Linked DNA regions of Sus scrofa: region 1 is linked to region 2. A link is a contact called in public Hi-C data. All regions are on one chromosome and are shown on one strand. Each heading gives the region's core, a stretch centred on a gene start, on an enhancer-like site or on the middle of the called end of the contact. The rest is flanking DNA. Distances are from core to core; before and after follow the strand shown.

What was found. A called contact is a pair of places that touch in the nucleus more often than the background predicts.
Region 1: a contact with region 2 is called in a Hi-C map of heart right ventricle, with 2.2 times the contacts expected there. The contact joins two enhancer-like sites. A contact is called at or near these places in 4 of 47 Hi-C or Micro-C datasets (embryonic fibroblasts, heart right ventricle, retroperitoneal adipose tissue and 1 more) and 1 of 2 datasets of contacts at active chromatin or transcription factors (skeletal muscle).

Annotation. Positions count from the first base shown.
Region 1 is chr10:65,912,129-65,916,839 of Sscrofa11.1, forward strand. No RefSeq gene overlaps it. Among named protein-coding and RNA genes, the nearest start is that of AKR1E2, 220 kb to the left of the region's middle. Within about 2 kb of position 1,348, at least 6 of the 83 cell types and tissues checked have an H3K27ac peak or open chromatin away from gene starts, as enhancers often do.
Region 2 is chr10:65,814,849-65,819,285 of Sscrofa11.1, forward strand. No RefSeq gene overlaps it. Among named protein-coding and RNA genes, the nearest start is that of AKR1E2, 120 kb to the left of the region's middle. Within about 2 kb of position 2,118, at least 29 of the 83 cell types and tissues checked have an H3K27ac peak or open chromatin away from gene starts, as enhancers often do.

The DNA.
Region 1 (4,711 bases), core at 98-2,597, 97 kb after region 2:
TTGGTCACTGTTGACCTCTGAACATGGTAAGAGCCACGATTGTGGGAAAGGAAGCAGAGCACTTACTAGTGGTCTGTTACCATAGCAACGGGAGGCTGCTCTCCCCTCTGTCCCACGTCCTTAACTATGGCACCCACAGCACAACGCATGGGCTGCGGATTCGAGGGTCAAACACAATAGTCTCGGACCACAACCCAGATGCAGAAGGTGTGGCTGAGCTGTCAGCAGTATCATCTACCCTGCCGCCCACTGTTTCAGGAAAATCAGGCACCTGCCAATACCAGACCATGCCTTGGGCGTGAGCCCCTGCCTTCTTGCTTTGCCATAAAATGAGGTGTTTGTTGGTAGTGATGCACAAGGCTTTATGGAAGCCTGTGAATGGTGATTCCAGCAGAAGTGTTGGAGCAAGTGAAGAAGAGTTCACATCAACATTGTAAAATAAAGGGACTCCCAGAGTTCCCGTCACAGCTCAGTGGTTAATGAACCCAACTAGGATCCAAGAGGATTCCCTGGCTCACTCAGTGTGTTAAGGATCCCTCGTTGCCATGAGCTGTGATGTAGGTCACAGACGCGGCTCGGAGGCCCATGTTGCTGTGGCTGTGGTGTAGGCTGGCAGCTGCAACTCCTATTCAACCTCTAGCCTGGGAACCTCCCTATGCCCCAGGTGCGGACCTAAAAAGCAAAGCACAGCAAAGCAAAGCAAAGGAAAGCAAAGCAAAGCAGTATCTCTCTTCATTATAAACAGTGTGATGTAATCAGCCTGCCATTGGGTAGATGGCTAGTCCTTCCTAGAACAGTGCAATCCAAGGAAGCTTTAGAACAAGGCTCTCAGCTGGAGCAACGCCCATCAGCCTTGTAGCTGAATACCTTTATCACCAGTACTCATTTTAGAAATACTGATGAGTAACTAAATTGCTTTTCTATTTTGTCGCTTCTCCATTCCTCCCCATCCCACCTCATTCAATTGTTCAGCCACATCTCTGGAACCTGTCTGAACTTTTTCTTGGCTGAACTGAAGAGCCAGGAAAGTTTTTGCAGCAAGTTCAGAGTTGGTAGGAAAATCGGAGCTCCTGGATTTTTGATCTGGTGATGGTGGTTTTCCTTGCTCCAACATCCCCTCTAAGAGCTACGAACTGCTTCAAAGTTAAGAGATGACAATTCGGGAACAAAGATTTGCAGATAACCAAGGTGGATGGCCCCCTCTCCCTCCTCTTAGAGCTTTTGTTCACTGGCAGCCTTATTTTATGTTGCAATTTAAAACACTTGAAGAGCACCGCATCAAACAAGCATGCAAAAATGAAAGCAGTGGAGAGTCAGTTGGGTGCAGTTAATTTTTAATTGCACTCTCTCTCTGCTCTGCCTTTATTTATCGCCAAGCAGCTGTAGGGCCAGAACCCACCAGAGGGGAAATCACTGGTTCTGTGTCAACAGGAATATCGTTATAGTACATGGTTCAAAAATAGATTACAGGGAGACTGACACTTTCAGAACAGCTTGTTTTTTCCTCCTTAAATGTCATCGTAACATGGTCCCGTCTCAACAGAGGCAAGGTGCAGGGAAGTGTGCAAAAGCCTCAGCTTTCACATTCCCCTGGCTCCTGCTGGCGGGAAAGTCCTGTTACAATTGCAAGAGAAACATCAGGGCCTGAATTCAAAAGAAAATATCAAGATGAAAAACCATCGATCTGATCTCTTTACAGTTATTTGGTAACCAGCCTTAACCATTTGGGGACTTAAAAAATAAAAGGAAAATGTGTGCCGTTATGAAAGATTAGATTAGTTTTAAATGAAAGATTAGATTGGTTTTAAATCTGCCACATATGTAAAGTTTCACTGCTTTTCACCAAAACACAGTCAGCCTGCCCTGGAACTGAACCAGTCTGGGACGGCTGACGAAATACACCAGGCGGGTGGCATTCCTCCTGAAATGATGCCTTACCAGGTGAGTAGAGCCCTCATGTGTCAACAATGCTATCTGTGATGCAGTTGGGGTGCCCATGTAAGAACAGGTGGAGTGAGAACTGGGACATAATATTCCGATGGATTGTGTGACTTCTTAGCTTTTTCAAATCTATCGACCAAGGATAAAATTATACACAAAGATAAAGTCACGAGACAGATAACTATTGTCACCCCACATCTTCTGAAAATAGAGATTTGGGGGTAAGGTTCATCTTTTGGGAATGCATGCATTCTCAACCACAGATGAAAAACGATTGCAACCAGTTCCCCAAAACAGTAACACCTCAGAGCGTGAGCGCCTCTGCAGAGGTGCTGATGGCTTGAACTTTAACTCCAACAGAGCATTGGCGTTCAATGACAGCAAGTGTTACAGGTTCCTATTGTATTTGCACCCTGTTATACCCCGCTTACCAAGGGTAAATCCATTTCAATTTCTCCAAGACAGACACAAAATCCTGATAACCATTTCTAATACAAAAGTATACCAGTCAGAGAAGCCTAAGCGGATGAGCCTATATGAAAACTAGGATTTTTTTTCCCCCCATTTTCAAGTTACTCTGTTTTTCCCATTTTTCAGCGGCTTCACCCCTTGGAGGAACTTCCACAAATGGAATGCTTTATCTTAAATTATACTGACTTGGTTTTACAAAAATCAGTAACATGACGTACACGGTATTTTAACCGATGAACACAAGCAGCGTGTGCTCCAGAAAGGTGGTAAGTGCTTAGCCCGTTTCATGTGTACTCAAACCCCAGACCGGTGCCCTTTGTCGTGAGAGCCTTTGAGTGTTTCCTTTGGATCCAGGGACAACACAGTAACATGTGGTTCTAATTGACTCGCACTTAGCTCATTGAAGTCTGGTTTATGGGGAGGAAATGTGTGATGTCCAAGAAGCTGCTGGGAGGCACTTTTCCTGGAAAAGGGAAGTAATGTCCTTTCATTTTATAGTTCACAGGCTGACTTCTAAAGATTGGAATTTATTTCTAATGTATAAAATCACAGAGTTCAAGTACGTGCTAAATTTGGCCTGGCGTCCTTTCATGTCTGATGAGAATGATGTCACAGAATGAAACTAAAAGCAAAGAAACAATGCCTCTAGACCAAGGAAGCAGCAATTGCATTTCCAGGATTTCTTTCTCTTGAAATTCCTTTTGGCTGGAGCCAAAATGCTTGGGTACAGACATGGTCAACCCATGATGTCATATTTCCCTGTAATTCTAGAACAAAGTTATGGCTCCTTGAGCAATTTTGTTTGATAGTCTAAAAATTCACTTTTATATTCTCTGAAGAGATAATCGCTCTGTAGAGTCCCTTCCAACCTGCAATAAATGATACGTTTAAATTTTGATAGGCCCATTTTAGGAAGTAAACCATACCTTCCTTTCAGCATGACTGGAGAGAGCAGCCCATGTGGTGTGAAGTCCAAGCCCTCCCAGTCTCCCACCTCGGCTCTTTCTGCTTTCTGGGCTGCATGACTGTGCACGAAGCTCTCTGTACATCAGCTTCTTCACATATAAAAGGCGCAGTAATGCTCACCTGCAATTACGGCAAAAAGAGTAAATGATTTCATGCCTGAAGTATAACCACAAGTAATAGTGGTTGGCTTTCCTAGCCACTCAACAAATGCTAATTTCCTTCTTTCTTGTGCCTCCAACAGGAAATCTCCCTCCATTATTGACAACTAATCCATATAATGAGTTTTGCTAGATAACAAAAACCTGCTTTTAATCACATTTGGGGGGGGGTGCTGAAATTCCTATGGCAACCGAGATTTATTATCTTCTTGAAGGATTCAAAGAGTTCAGTGGATAGTGAAACTACATTTTGAACCAGAATTTAAACACATTTAATTAAAATTTTCATCAGGCCTGATGGACTTTTTGACCTGCCTACAAAGAAAAGAAAGATTGGAGAGCTTCTGGCCACACTCCTGTTTCTCACATCCTCAGCCTTTCTTTTATCACAGTTCTGTCTTTCTGCGCATCTTATCAGCTCTGACAGCACCTATCAGGTCTGCGAGCTGATCCACCAGAGAGCTGTGGAGAAGAAATGCCTCTGTGAAGATGCTTAGTGCATCACTAATTTTTTTTTTTTTTTTGGAAAGAAAGCAAGATTAAAAATATAGGTGTGCGTGTCCATAAGTTAAAATAATATTCATAGTCTTCCAATGTTTGCCTTTTGAAAATACTCATAACTTACCCTTTTACCAAAGCATGTCCATAGTCCATAGGCTGTTTTATTATGCTGATGCACCGTGGGATGGGGCGAGTAATCCATAAACCCTGGGTAACCCATCCTGCCTACAGGTTGTTATATCTGTTCTCTCACCTGCTCCCTGACAGAGACCTTGCTGGCACCTGCCACAGCCGCTCGCAGCCCTTTGGAGCTTCGTGGTGGTTTTCAACACTGCATTGCCCTGGGCATTTCCAGCCCCCTCAAGCCCCTCTCTGCAGCCTGTCTTGCTAGGTCTACGACCGCAGGAAACCAAGGTGACCTCAAGGGTTCCTTTGATTTCCTCTCGCTGGCCTCCGACCTCTGCATAAGCTCAACCACCTTTTTCTTCTCTGTCCATCTGAAGAAGAAACATCTTTTTTGTGCTGCTTGGAGAAAGTCGCATAGCCCATTGAGAAAGAAGATGGTTTTGACAGAAGACATACAGATGGTGTAGGCACACGAAAAGATGCTCTACTTGTTAGAGCAAAGCAGATCAAAGCAACAGTGATACACGGCACCTCACACCAATCAGAAT
Region 2 (4,437 bases), core at 868-3,367:
CAAGGACAAACTAGGATGTCAATGGATCCTGTCTCTGCAAGGAGGGTCTGGCGGTGGACTCTCTACAGTAAAACCCTCTGAGAGCTCTGTCTACCTCCTGACTTTATCCGTTGTTGTCGTCGTTGTTACATGCTCAGCTTGAGGACCAAGAGTGCCTAACTGTGACACCTAGGTCTCAAAAGTCAACCTTTGTTCCCAAGTGAAAGTAAATATTCTCCCGCCTTCATTCAGAAACAAAACCCACTTTTTGGGTTTCATAAAATTTATTCTTCCTGTTGACACAAGAGAAAAGTTGGCTGACTATGAGTTGATGCATAGAAGATGCGTTACATAAGGACATTATCCCTTTTTAATCAAAATTTTCAGTGAAGCCCACTGTATACGGGGATAGTCAAATGCAGAGAGGACACAGCGTTCCTAGCCCGTAGGCAGACAAGGTCCAAACTGCCGTCGGACAGCCGGGCCAAAGGCAATTGGCTCTGAGAGGAAAGGAGGCTGAAATCTACGTATATCTGTCTTCAGCTTATCGGCAGTAAGGAGTTAGTAGCCCAGACATGGGTGTTAGTCAGATCATAATCTTTCACATAATGTATCTCGTTTGATCCTGACAGTGTCCCCCAAATCCCGGCAAGTATACCTTTCTAGGTCCCTCCTTGGAGAGTCTTAAGGGGCTTCCCCCAGTAGCTCTACATGCACTAAGACGGAAGGACGGGTTAAAATCTAGGCAAGTAAGTCATGAGCAAGAAGAAATGCTTGTGTTTGAAAATGACAAGTTCTCATTTATGTGTCACCAACCCTAATCCAATATATTCCTGAATCGTATATTATTTATATGGACTTATTTTTAAAGCAATTGTCCCATGTTTTTAAAGCAGATTTAAGAATATGGTCTAAAAAAGCCTGGACCAAGTTTCAATATATAATGATGGAATCTCTTCAAATAACTCAACAGGCACTGAAGGATTCATGCTGACTGCGGTATGTCTCAGAGTCAGAATCTGCCATCAGGACATACGGTGTAGGTAGGTTTGCTTTCACATTGATTTTTCTTCTTGTTTCAGCCTGTGTGATTCCCTGACTACCACGGTTGAGGTGGCTGTTTTAATTTGGTTACGGCCAAGGCAAGGCTGTGTTTATCACCTTGCCCACATTTTTCCTTCAAACCAGCGCATGAAACTGAATTCAATGAGCACTGCTGAAAGCAGGTCTAAGAAAGGCATTTGGCTTCAAGGTCCTCTGCTGACCGTAATAAATTGCTCGTGAGACTGTAGATCTGAAGACTTTATTGTATCCAAACTGGCTCTGAGGAAATGCTGAATTTCATAAATAATAATAACAGCAATGACGATGAACTTGGATGTGTCAACTTTCCAAGCAAATTGGAGCTGCACGTAACTTCAAAAGGAAGAAATGCTTTTGCTAGCTGTGGACTTAGAAATGCAGATGTGTCATACTTTAGGCTCTTGATTAGAACAAAACCCTGACAAATGCAGAATCATTTGTAAAAATAGGCATGTGTGAATACTACACATATTCTACATATATACATCATATGCAGTATACACACACACAATACTATGTAAAACTACAGGTATAGAAATACGGACACAAACACAGGCATACATTTAAAAAGCACACTATAAAAATATATATGTTCAAAGATATAAAGTATGCTAAAGTACATAAATGCTATAAAAGTGTGCATGTAATATATGACTATTATTAGTACATGTATTACATACACATATGTAATATATTACACATTAATACCATTATTAATATTAGTAGTATATTCTAAGTATATAGACTAATATATTTTAAAATATATACTCTTTTAATACACACTATAGTATATACTGATGTATTTTTTAAAACTGAAAGAAACCTAGTTTCCTTTTTATTTGTGTTCCTACGGGTGGCAGCCGCTTTTTTCCGGGTCTCTCTCATTAGCCGTGATTAGGATATTCCCTAATTCTAAGTCCTCATTTCTCAGTGTAGACTGTGGGTCCCCAGCCTGGGAGGAGGGAGCGGGGTTTCCCGGTTTTATAAACACAAGTCTCCCTGGAGATTCCTACCAACAGAGGACGAGGCTCCCCGGACACTTACTGAGGGTGGCCACTAGGGGGCACAGGTGTCCACGTTTCTGCATTTGGGGCAGCTGTGCTTCCCTGGCGCTGGGAAACTCTGATTCAGATCATTGCTGCAATTAGAGTTTTCAGGTGAAGATTTCCCCGTCTTTTCAAGTCTTTTCAGCCTTGAAACAAATTACATTTTATCGTTGTAAAGGTTAATTCAAATTCAGTGAACAATTTGGAAAATACCTAAGGTAGGACCACAGAAACAAAACCAAGGATGACCACTAAAATTTCCATCATCAAGAAATAAATATTCTGACAATATTTTGGTTTTCTGCCTATATGTTTTTGTGTATTTGTGTGTGTGTGTATATATATATAATTATATTATGAAATGAATGTTACAAAATGAATATAAATGAAAATTATATTATGAAATACCCAAAATTATATAATTTAATATATAATGTATATTTATATCTTATATCATATTTGCATATACCATATCATTCATACATGTATAGTTTTCAAAAATGGAGATTGCTTTGAAATACTCAATTATATTCTGTTTCTCTTCTCATTTCATTTATACTTTTTCTCAGTTTGGGTGGTGAACACATACATTTCATGACAAAATATATGAGAATTGAGCACTCTGCAAAAGGGATTCAGCATTGTACTGACTGTGGGCTCCATGAAATAAAATGAGGGCAGGGGGTTCCCCTCACGGCTCAGTGGTTAACAAACCCGACTAGCATCCGTGAGGACGCGGGTTGGATTCCTGGCCTCACTCAGTGGGTTAAGGATCATGAGCTGTGGTGTAGGTCGCAGATGCGGCACAGATCCCGAGTTGCTGTGGCTGTGGCTGTGGCCAGCAGCTGTAGCTCCAATTCGACCCCTGGCCTGTGAACTTCCATATGCCACGGGTGTGGACCTAAAAAACAAAAACAAAAAAAAGAAAAGAAAAAAAAGAGGGCATATCTCCAATTTTCATCAGCACGTCTGGGTCACAGACTCAGGAGAGACTTCATTGCAAGCTCATATTCTACCCTACTTGCTGCAAAGAGCCTTAGCTAGTTTAAGGATGTCAAAATCTTAGCATATCCTATTGCTAAAAGCTCTGGTTTTACATGCGGTACCGTGGTACGACTTTTATGCCTTAGAACTTTCCATCTTGCCATCTTCCAGCCTTTGGAAGACATGTTTTCTGCAGTATTTACTTGGAATATTTTCCCATCATTTTTGTATTCTATTGGGTAACTTGGAAAGCTTGACTAATATAATCTTTCAGACTGCCAAGAACTAACAGGCAGAAATTAGATCAGCTAAGTTTACTCTTTCTCTTAATAAATATTTTGTGAGACTCTGCTGCAGTCTGATTCATGGACAAATGTTACACAAGGCAGACTTTGCCTACTTTCTAGCCTCTGCCTAAAATGCCACTCTCAGCAGCAAAGTGATGTGTTTCTCTGTCACCTCTAGGTACAGAAAGAAAAACTTTAGTTTGGACATTACTGAGTCAGGCACACAAACCTAGAGACCTCGCAGGTCTGTAGTGAGGCGAGGAATGCGGTAGGTCCCAGGGTTACGGCTCAAACCCCGTGTCTTGCACTCTTGGGGCTCATTAATGACTTCTAAGGCCTTCCTGTAACCACTGGGACAATTAATTTAATTAAAATCAACCTAATTCAGCCAACATCCGGTTCTGCTAGAGAATATATTAGATACTCTCATGCATTAAAAAAAAATTTGCTTCTAATTCAATAAATATTACTGGAAATCAGCTATCCACGTGGAAAAGGTAAATGACATTAAAAAGTAAATTTTACCTAAGGTGGAACTACGTGTAAAGAACAAAACTTTAAAATGTGGAGGAAAAACACAGAAGAGTCTCTTCATGTCCACAGGGAGGGAAAAATTAAGTCCGATCAGAAAGGAAAAACACAAATCATGAATGCAATCAGTTCATCAATCAATCAAATTTAATATATTTAAATTAAATTAAAACAATTTAAATAAATATTTAATTATATTAAATTTTTGATTAAAAATAACAAGCCACAGACGGGAGGAATAAAGAGACTGACAGTGCATACAATTAATACAAAACTATCAACCAAAGTAGAATTTTACAACATAACTCCAAGAAGAAGACCAAAAAAGGGGAAAAAAAGGGAAAGATAAGGAGAACAGAACACTTCACAGAAGGTGAATTTTTATAGGACAATAAAATGATGCAGACGTGTTAAAATAGTGGAAAAAAAGGGAAATAAACTGAATGTCCATTGGCAGCATTGGTGAGTATAGTTTTATATCGCTATAAACGAGAATTTATTATTCCCTGGATTTTTGTTTTCCTGAG